Linked DNA regions of Sus scrofa: regions 1 and 2 are each linked to region 3. A link is a contact called in public HiChIP or PLAC-seq data. All regions are on one chromosome and are shown on one strand. Each heading gives the region's core, a stretch centred on a gene start, on an enhancer-like site or on the middle of the called end of the contact. The rest is flanking DNA. Distances are from core to core; before and after follow the strand shown. Region 1 holds the start of SMAD9 (SMAD family member 9). Region 2 holds the start of ALG5 (ALG5, dolichyl-phosphate beta-glucosyltransferase). Region 3 holds the start of LOC100624094 (spermatogenesis- and oogenesis-specific basic helix-loop-helix-containing protein 2).

Region 1 (3,200 bases), core at 482-2,981, 420 kb after region 3:
CTTGCTTCATATCACACTAGGCATTTGTTACCACCTGCAAGTACCGATAAAAGCTCTCAGAAAAAGTAAAGGTTTTGGAGTAAATAGACAACAACGAGAACTACACAGTAACAATAACATCCATCCAAAGCCCACCATTTATCCACTAGCATACATTTGTCTCTTCTTAACAAGCAATAATTTTCAGCTCTACAGGTTGACTATATACTCAAACAAGTAGATGAAAAGTTTCCAATTAAACCACTACAGATGAGGGTAACAGAGAAACAATTTCTTCCTCCTTCAGAAACCTGTAGTTGTGTACATCACCTTATGACACTATAAAACAAATAGTCAACATCATCGTGCAAAAAAGACCGGGATGGTAAGCCATTCACTCTTCTTGTATGTGTTCCATGAATACAGAAGAATAAAAAACTGACTTTGTCATGAATTGTCTGAAAGTGAGGACCTGACACAGTAAGTGACATACGACTTCTTTCCAATGTTGCTCCTTTAACACGGTGTTAACAAGGTTCAAATAAACACTGATTTTTCCTTTTTGGAAGATTCACCCAGAATCACCCCATATCATTCTGGGGACTTTCTCCAAACAGTCTCACCCTGTATCCGGGATGATGTGACTGTGAGAAGCATCCATGCACAAGCAGGTGACTTCCTTGAAAACAGTTTTACAACATGAGGCAGGATTTGGGAGCCTGAAAAGTCACCTCGCTAAGACTTTTGTAAGCTGGGCACAACTTACCCAGGGCTGCTGCAGGGTGAACTGAACCCAGGAGCCAGGTGGCAGGCTGACTCTCACCCCTGCCTGCCTTCCTAGACAGAACCGCCTCTTAACAGACCTGGGCCATTTCCCAGAGCTCAGGTGATTTCCAGCAACTCTTTCCTTGGCTGTCTTCAGACTCAGGTAGCAGATACCTCCACTACTTGAGCTTGGGGAAAGCAGCAGACAGTTTAGCTCAGCAGAGCTGAGTTCAAGAAGAGGGGGCGGGAAGGAGATGCTTATTTTTTACAGTTGATCATGTCAAGGCCATGCAGAGACTTTTTAAGAACTCATAGATGACTCCAAAATACCTCCAAATAAAACTGCCTTTTTCAAAATCACACAACGCTTACATGTATACAGAAAAGAGATAGCTTCTGTCTAGATTTCTCTGACTACGAAATCTTGGATCAGTTCCTCCAAACTGAGCCTACCCCCACTCCTTGCCAAGGCGGGCCCTTCCTCTGGGGGTGCCTCACATCTCTCCACCAGCTGGGACACGCCCTCTTAGCTCTTACAATAAACCACAGAGAAAACCCACCTGGCGTCTCCACCCGGCGATAGTGGTAGGGGTTAATGCACACCTCTTTCTGCTTGGAGCCAAACGGGAACTCACAGCACTCCAGGGGCTTCAACTCATGGTGAGACTGGAGATCGGGCCAACGCCACACTCGGCAGTAAATGACGTGGGGCAGACCCTTGCGGTGGGAGACCTGCAGCCGCCCGTCCAGGGAGCGGGGAATCGTCACGCACTTGCTGGGCTGCCCTGGGCAGCTGAGGGCCCTCTCCAGCTCGTCCATGGCTCCTTTCTTTTTCTTTAACTTCTTCACTAAAGAGTCCACCGCCTTCTCCGCCCACTTTTCCTCTTCATCTCCTTGCTTCCAGCCGAGCAGTCTCTTCACTGCGGGGCTGGTGAAGGAGAAGAGGGAGCTGATGGGGGTGCTGGAGTGCATAAGAGGCGCACTGTGGGCGTCCAGAGAAGCTGTGAACTGGACCCGAAGCCCTTCACGGCCCGAGGGTAATGAGCAAGGACGCCTCCCAGGATGTCATAGGTGCCAACTCGCCAGGGACGTCATAAGTCTTCCCTTTCTTCCGGAAGGAATTGGGACCAATTTTGGCTGCGAAGTGGATTTTCTCCTAAGGCCTGGAATGGGCTGCCCAACTCTAATTAAAAAAAAACAAAAACAAAAACACAGGATTAGAGACTTTCAAAAAACACTAAAGGTTGGATGTACAGGAGAAAATATTCTTCAAATGTTTTAGACTTGAAAACTCTTAGTCATCTTTGACTCTTCCTTCTCCTTAATTCCCTATACCCAAGTCTTGTTAATTCTGCCTTTGAATTGTTTTTCACATTTGGAACCTTTCTGTCCATTTCTGCCAACATCTGGTCCCTGCCCCACCTTCCCAGTCCCCTTCAATACTGCAGCACCTCTAATTAGGCCCTCTCCTCCAGTGCTAACCCATGTATTTCCAAAGACAACTTTTAACAAGTCCTTTTCCTGTCTGGGAAATTACAGTGGCTTCCTGGTTTCGCAAGTGTAAGCTTTCCTGCCTGGGTTTCTAGGGCCTCTGTGATCTTTCCTCCACATGCTCATGCCACTTCCTCTCTCATTTATAGTTTGCACAAGTGACAAGCCTTCATTGTGCAAAATATACACATAAATAACTGAAAAAGAAAAACAAAGCAGGAACATTAATAATCTCACTTATGTCATGTATTCTTCCAAGTTCCTCTAGAGGACAGTGGCTCTCAAAGCGTGGTCCGAGGACCCCTGGGGATGAGCAGTCAGTCCTTTCTTCCCAGCTACACATCTGTGTGCGCTGGATTCTCCCCATGACTCAGACCCAAACAACAAACCACAGACTGAATGCAGGAGCAGATGTGAGAATCCAAGTGTCATACAGAAAACCAGGCATTAAAGAGACTTGCACAAATATAAAATGATAATACCTTTGGTACTATCTGGGAGAAAAATCTTCTGGTGTTTCTTTTCTTCTTCTTCTTTTTTTTTTTTTTGGCTGTACTTGGGGCATAGAGAAGTTCCTGGGCTAGGGATTGAGTCCAAGCCACAGCTGTGACCTACACCACAGCTGTGACAATGCCAGATCCCTAACCACTGTACTGGGTCAGGGATCGAACCTGTGACTCCAAAGTGACCCAAGCCACTGCACAGACACCACCACATCCTTAACCCACTGCACCACAGCAAGAACTCCCCCAAAATCTAGTTTTTCAAAGGAAAAATGTTCATGTTAATGTGTAATGGGTTTATTGTTGTATTTTAATCAATCAGTAAATATTTTTAAGTTACTCAGATTTAGTTCCTAAAATGATTTTTTTAAAATTGATAGACATAAGTCACATCAACAAAGGTTCTTTAGAGTTCTCAATAATTCTCAAAAGTAAAGAGGGGGGGCATAAGACCAAAAGATT
Region 2 (3,462 bases), core at 376-2,875, 510 kb after region 3:
GAATGAGAAAGATAAATACCATATAATATCACCAATATGTAGAATCTAAAACATGGCACACATGAACCGATCTATAAAACAGAAACAGACTCACAGACTTAGAGAACAGACTTGTGGTTGCCAAGGAGGAGGGAGAGGGAGTGGGATGGACTGGGAGTTTAGGGTTAGAGACAGAAACTATTACATTTAGAACGGATAAGCAATGAGGTCCTACTGTATAGCACAGGGAACTATATCCAGTCTCTTGGGATAGACCATGATGGAAGATAATATAAGAAAAGGAATATATATATATATAAATATATTACATATATATATGACTGGGTCACTCTGCTGTACAGCAGAAATAGGCACAACATTGTAAATCAACTATACTTTAATAAAATAAAGTGTTTTTTTTAAAGTATTTCCAAGACAATCTCATAACATACACATTTAAATACGTGCAAGAGTCAACATTAGGCAGATTCAATTTAGGATTCTGTCAAACTCTGCCCCATCCTAAAGCTAACCTCCCCCGACTCCCCAAATGTCCATATACTAAGGGCAAAGAGGATTCCTTTCCCACCCAAACACACAAACACTGAAGAAGTCAGGATATATTGCTGTTTCTCTAAACTACTTTTAAGCTGTAAAATTCTGGCAAGATGGCAAAGTGGCCTTCCTAGCAATGCTATCTAGGCTGCCAACTTCAAAGTCAAGGAAGCAGGAACCTCTCCATTCACTAACTAGGTGCCAGAGAGTTGGGGCGGGGTGGTAGAGTAATTCACTTGACGCTTTTTCTACTCCATTTACTAACTAGATGACAGACCCATTCCAAAACACATGGGAGAAAGTTCACTTGGCAACTTTTCTACTACTTTTGGATCAGCAAGTGTTACAATGATTCTGTGTTTCCACCGTAATGGCAAAGAAAATCCGAGCTTAAGTTCTACTGTGTTGCCTCATTTAGAGGCAGCAAACTTAAGGTGTTGAATTCTGGGACATATTGACCCCCAGCATATGGTAACACTGGCCTTGTCTAGGTATTCCTGTGACCCCAGTGGGTCTCCTTAATGCACGAGTCTAACCAATCCCGTAACAGATGGCACTTGTCAGTGCTGCCACCACTTTCTATTTCCTTATCTACATCGGGAAGGGAGAGCCTGCAAAGCAAACATCTGGGGGCTCAAGACCTCCCTGGTGGGGCCAGAACTGCAGCGACTGCAAGGCCGGGAGGAAATGCTGGAGAGGTCGGGACAGACGCGGCGGGCGGCAGAGGGTCCGGAGACTAGGGGGCGAAAGAAGACAGGGTGGGCATGGCCCAGTGAACCCAAGTTCTAGGCTCTGGACACGCAGGGAAATAAAGCTCCAAGATAAAAATAAAGAACGTTAGAAAGATGCGTAAAATTCTAGCAGAAGAAATTCTGGGGTCGGAGCTTAGGTGAAGCATGGTTCAAGGGACACGTCGAAGAACCGGCAGTGCGGAGGAGAGGATGCCTGGGGGCCGAGTCTCCACCCGCACCCGCGTCGGTCCCCAACCCCTCTCCTCACCAGAATTAGGGCTGCGGCCGCCAGCCCCGCGCCAAGCACGGCCAACTGCAGCAGGAGCGGAACCATACTCCATGCCCAGAGGCCGCCGCCGCCCGCCCTCTGCAGCGCCTACACACACGCGGAAGTGCAGCCGCGGGCCCCGCCTCCCGCCCGCAGAGAGGCCGCGCCGGTCGGGCGCCCGCCGCCCACAGCGCCGCCGCGCGGCGAGGCGAGGAATACTTAGCGGTGTGAGAGACGCTCAGTCCTTGCGAGGGGCAGGCGCTCACTCAGTTCCACAGTAGCAGGGTTGCCAGATTTAACAAATAAAAGTACAGGATATCCATTTAATTTGAATTTCAGATAAGCAACGAATCGTTTTATTTAACAGCATTATTAAAATACAACTCACATACCATACAATCCACACATTAATTTTTTCAAACTCTGATAATGTAAAACATAAAATTTGGCACTCTATACACTTTACGTGTACACTACAACGACATTAATTGCATTTACAATTTCTTTCAACCATCGTCACTATTTCTAAAACTTTCCCAGTTATTCCCCAGCTTCTGGTAGCAACTAATCAAGTGAAAATTTTTTCTTGTACCCACAGTAACAAACTACTCTTTATCTGACATTCAAATTGAGTTGGATGCCCTGTATTTTATCTGGCAACCCTATCTAAGAGGGAGGTGTAGGTCTTGAACCATGACACAGTCTACAACAAAACTGCTCCTTTGGAGCCCGGTCAGGTTGCTTGGTGCGGATAAGGAGCGAGCAGAAAATTTAGGTGATTCTTCCGTGCTGGAGCAGGGAGGACTTTACCTGGGAGGAGGCAAGCCCAGGGCCCAGTCAAGAAGGGGGCGGGAAAAGGATGCTGAAACACTGGAGTAATGCTCCACACTCAAATACTTGATCCTCTGATGTAAGGTAGGTTTTCTCCTGAGTCTTGAACTACCACAGTTTCTAAACAGACACTGGTCACTTCTCTAATAGCCGATTCGTCAAAACACGCCAAAAGCAAGGAAACCTTGAAGGGCGTCTGGCTAGTGGCGGTCGAAGGGAAGGCATGCAGGAAACAATCCCCGCCCCGCCTGGCTTAGCTCTCCCCCATTGTACTCTGCCTTCCAGATACCAGGCAGCAGAAAGGCACAAACAAACATCAGTGTTGAAAGTGCCGCGGCGGAGCAGCTGCGCGGGCCAGAGGTGAGGCGATACCCAGGCGCAGGCGCAGGCGCAGGCGCAGGCGCAGGCGCGCGGGCGGGAAGATGGCGGCCGGGTTCAAGTGAGTGTGGCTGCACGGCGGGCGGGAGTTCGTATCCTAGCGGATTGCAGCTTCATTTACTCTTTAGGTGGGATTTTTCTCACCGAGAGACCATCCCACCGGACGCCCACTTCCTTCCATCACGGAAGTAGGCGACGGGCGGGAGGACTGGAGGGGGTCGTAGTGAAAGGAACGGGGGCGTCCTCCCCCAGTGAGGCTGTGCTGGAAGGACTGTGTGGCGTTGCAAGCGCTGCAAGCGCTGCAAGCGCTCTGGCTTGGTGTGTAGCGACATGCAGCCCAGGAGACGTTGGGAATCTCCTAAAAAGTGTTCCGCCCGGGCCACATGCCACCCTGCTCTCTCTCTCTCTCAGTCTTCCGTAGTTTACTTTTGAAAGCTTTTGTGCCTTACTCGGAAGGTTTTAGGTGTTTTTAGTGCCACTCTGGAGAAGCCTATACATTTTTCTTTTCAGAGTCTAGTTTTAAGTGGATAAAAGAAATGGAATTCCAAAGAAAACCAATTATATTGAAACAGTTGTCTATTTGTATATAAACTCCAAGTTTATGGCATAGTGAGATAGATCTGTTTTAGAATTAACTTTCTTAAACAGGGTTTAGTGGGGAGTCTAGTATTTCGAAGTAACATGAGTATTACATATATCTTCGACAACTACAAAGTGATA
Region 3 (3,254 bases), core at 407-2,906:
AGGAAGAAGGAAAGAAAGAAGGAAGGAAGGAAGGAAGGAAGGAAGGAAAGAAAGAGAAAGAAAGAAAGAAAACAGGAAAGAAATAGGGCAATGGGTAACAACTGATAACCTGAAACAAAGAGGAAAAAAGAAACACTTAAAACGCACACACACACAAATAGCATTCCAGAGATTATCTATTTAGGACATCAGTAAATAGCATATTTGTTATCAAAATATGATGTCAGAGTCATATATTCAATACATATTTTTGAATGTCTATTATGTTAAAAGTATTAAACTAAGGCTGAAGATACTACGGTACACAAACAGATCATCAGCAATAGTAGGAGCTAACTTCCCCTGAATGTTGATTGCAAGCCAATGCTAAGTACTTAACATACATTTCACTTAGTCCTGGCAACAACCCTATGTGTGAGATAATGGTTTCTACACCAAACTTAGACTTAAGAGGTTCATTAACTTGCCCAAGACCATGTAGTTGCTGTGTAATAAGAGCTAGGATTTGAATTTATACAGGATTTCTCTAAAGTATTGGTTCCTATACTCTGTTGCTTCAGGGAATACAGAACCTGGCCTCAGAGTGCTTACAGTTGAGTACCAGATCAAGAAATAACTGAACAGTTAAAAGAGCGTGGTGGGGCTATAATAGAGAAAAAAAGCAAGAAGTCATAGGGACAGAAGAATCTAGCTCTCCTGGAGCCTGATGGTGTGGTTGTGGGCTTCTTTTTAAAAATATTTAAAAGTTTCAAAGACTTAGTAGTAAGTTTTTTTTGTTTGTTTGTTTGTTACTTTGTTTTTTGTCTTTTTTAGGGCCGCACCGGTGGCACATGGAGGTTCCCAGGCTAAGGATCTAACTGGAGCTGCAGCTGCCAGCCTACGCTACCGCCACAGCAACGCGGGATCTGAGCCGCGTCTGCGACCTACACCACAGTTCAGGGCAACGGAGATCCTCCAGTAAAAAGTATTAATACTGAGTATTTTAAGAACTATATATAGTAGGGGCTTCATTTTTACAAAATGTCACCAAATTCTTAAGCTCTTCTAAAGGGATGAAAGAGAAGCATGATATTTCAACCTTTTGAATCTGAAACAGAAACCCTGAAATTAGTGGACCATTAACAGCAAACTGATATTTCAGCATCATGTAGTATATGCACACAGGGCACTCCATTTGGCTTGATCCTGAAGGCAGGACATCCTAGCTCAAAACCTATTCTAATAGCAAATGCAAGAGGTAAAGGAATCTTTGCTATAAAACACTGACTGCTTCTTGATGTCACTACTTTTGCCTAGGTATTAATCACACTGCAGGTGTCACATCAGCCTCAGTGGCTTTGGCCGTGAACCACGGGGCACCAACAGGCGCAGGCGCGGACGTGAACCCTACACCCGACGGGAGTGCGCCCCCCCAACTCACTTCAGGTGGATTTCTTCTAGTAACTCCAATTTAAGGCGGTCGGTGCTCACACCGTCGAAGGTGTCGCTTCGTCCCTCCTCCATAGTGTTAGATCAGAAGCCACCCACACCTTCCCTCGACCGGCTCCCAACGCTAAACCTCAGGGAACACCCAGAAGCTGGGAGAGGCCAAACTTGGTCAGGCCGTTGTCAGGGCGACCTGCCTCACGGTCGCATCCCGGCGCCTCCGGATGACGTCACAGGACGGCGGTGGGGGCGGGACACAGGCTGGGCTGCCCAGAGCGGCTTAAACGCGAGGAGGGCTGCTTGTGCTCGGGACACCTCCAAACTCCTTCGCAAGTCCTGTGGGCCGCGGCGTCCATCCTTCTCCCAAACCCGCGGAGGGGGCAAGCCTTGCCCAAGATGGCAGGGGGAGTGTGCGTGGCCTGCGTGCCTGAGGATAAGGTGTCGAGGGCTGTTGGCCTTGGCTGCTTTGCTTAAACCCCGACACATGTCCGCCGTTCACGTTGTTCATGCCCTCGTTAGGGAAGGGCTGGATCCCAGAACAGCTGTGCCTTTCTTTGCTTAAGTTAACCAAGCCCCCAGGCTTTGGCTCGGAGAGTCTGGGGAGGAGGACTCTAAAGAAGGTACTAGAATTCTGATTGTTTGAGCCTTCAGTTCAGATTGTCTTTGAATTCTGGCAAATCTGGCAGCTGTCTGCGGACCTAGCTGAAAGCTGCCCCAACTGCAACTTGAAATTTCATGATTGTATTTGTAATTGCAAACTTTGCAGTCTACTCTTGGCTTACCTGTGCTTTAGTTCCATCCGTGGCTCCGGTCCAAAGATGCAGCTCACTTTACCTCTGACTTCTCTGGTACATGTTCCATCCGTTGAACAAACTTGAGAAGTGTGAGCAATGGGACCATGTTTTCTAACAGAAATCAGCTCAAGGAGTCTGGTGGAGTTCCTTTGTTCTGTTTACTGCCTTTTTACTGCTGAGAAAAGTGACCCAGAGTGGTCAGTAAATGCTATTGGTCATGTACCTATAAAAGGAAACAAAGATTGGGGGCGGGAGCATAAAAAGCACATTTGAGTATGTGTTATTGCTGCTTACTGGAGATTCCTGGAAAACTGATAATTTATGGGGAAAATGTTAGAAACTGGAATTGAAGAAACCGCATCTAAAACTGGAGTCAGGGCAGGCCTGTAGGAGGAGCTCACACACCCTGCCATAAGTCCTCAGTTGCTCTTAACAGCGAGAAACGTCTGTCTAGGACAGGAAGGTGCCTCTCCTTTAGTATCCTGCAGGAAGAAAACTGAGTCGTCAGCCTAGTCAATGAGAAGCTTTCATACTTTATAAGACTCCCAGCTTCCTCCGCTGGACTCCCTGATTATTGCGACCCTTCTTAACCTCCTCCTTTTCTCTATAAAACAAGTTTCCAGTCCCTGTCCTCTGGATTGTTTCGTGATCCGCCATAGTTCACCTATCTCAAATTGCAGTTCCTCTGGCTATTCCTAATAAGCTTGCTTTTGCTGGTGAAATAACTGGCTATTATATTATTAAAATTGACAAAACTAACCTATGGTTGCTATACTGAACAGTTTGTATCAAATAAACTATAAAATGGTTCGCAAGATAAATGCTGGAGCTAAGGAAGTCTTCAATTAGCACTCGGGCAGTTTGCTCTTAGCTAACGAATTTGTCTTCTGAATTCCAACAGAATAGATTAGGAGGGGGTGGGGATTGGAGAGAGAACACTTTCCCCCACTAGCCACTTCTTCCTCAATGAGTAGTCTCCTGGTTGATCAAACTGTTTCTTTACATATGGCTTTTTTTTTTCACATAGCATACATT

What was found. HiChIP or PLAC-seq counts read pairs in DNA pulled down with a chosen protein or histone mark.
Region 1: an H3K27ac HiChIP or PLAC-seq map of alveolar macrophages shows a contact between it and region 3. The contact joins the promoter of SMAD9 here to the promoter of LOC100624094 in region 3. A contact is called at or near these places in 1 of 5 promoter capture datasets (fetal liver), 1 of 47 Hi-C or Micro-C datasets (subcutaneous adipose tissue) and 1 of 2 datasets of contacts at active chromatin or transcription factors (alveolar macrophages).
Region 2: a contact with region 3 is called in an H3K27ac HiChIP or PLAC-seq map of alveolar macrophages. The contact joins the promoter of ALG5 here to the promoter of LOC100624094 in region 3. A contact is called at or near these places in 2 of 5 promoter capture datasets (fetal liver and fetal skeletal muscle), 3 of 47 Hi-C or Micro-C datasets (embryonic fibroblasts and retroperitoneal adipose tissue) and 2 of 2 datasets of contacts at active chromatin or transcription factors (alveolar macrophages and skeletal muscle).

What each region holds. Positions count from the first base shown.
Region 1 is chr11:12,726,250-12,729,449 of Sscrofa11.1, forward strand. SMAD9 (SMAD family member 9) reads right to left here and starts at 1,732. Exons shown (of 5, transcript NM_001195510.1): 1 at 1,305-1,732. The coding sequence starts at 1,716.
Region 2 is chr11:12,814,344-12,817,805 of Sscrofa11.1, forward strand. It overlaps ALG5 (ALG5, dolichyl-phosphate beta-glucosyltransferase), which reads right to left and starts at 1,626. Exons shown (of 10, transcript NM_001244320.2): 1 at 1,534-1,626. The coding sequence starts at 1,599. EXOSC8 (exosome complex component RRP43) reads left to right here and starts at 2,738. Exons shown (of 11, transcript XM_021065264.1): 1 at 2,738-2,803. The coding sequence starts at 2,787.
Region 3 is chr11:12,308,069-12,311,322 of Sscrofa11.1, forward strand. It overlaps LOC100624094 (spermatogenesis- and oogenesis-specific basic helix-loop-helix-containing protein 2), which reads right to left and starts at 1,657. Exons shown (of 20, transcript XM_021065387.1): 1 at 1,421-1,657. The coding sequence starts at 1,503.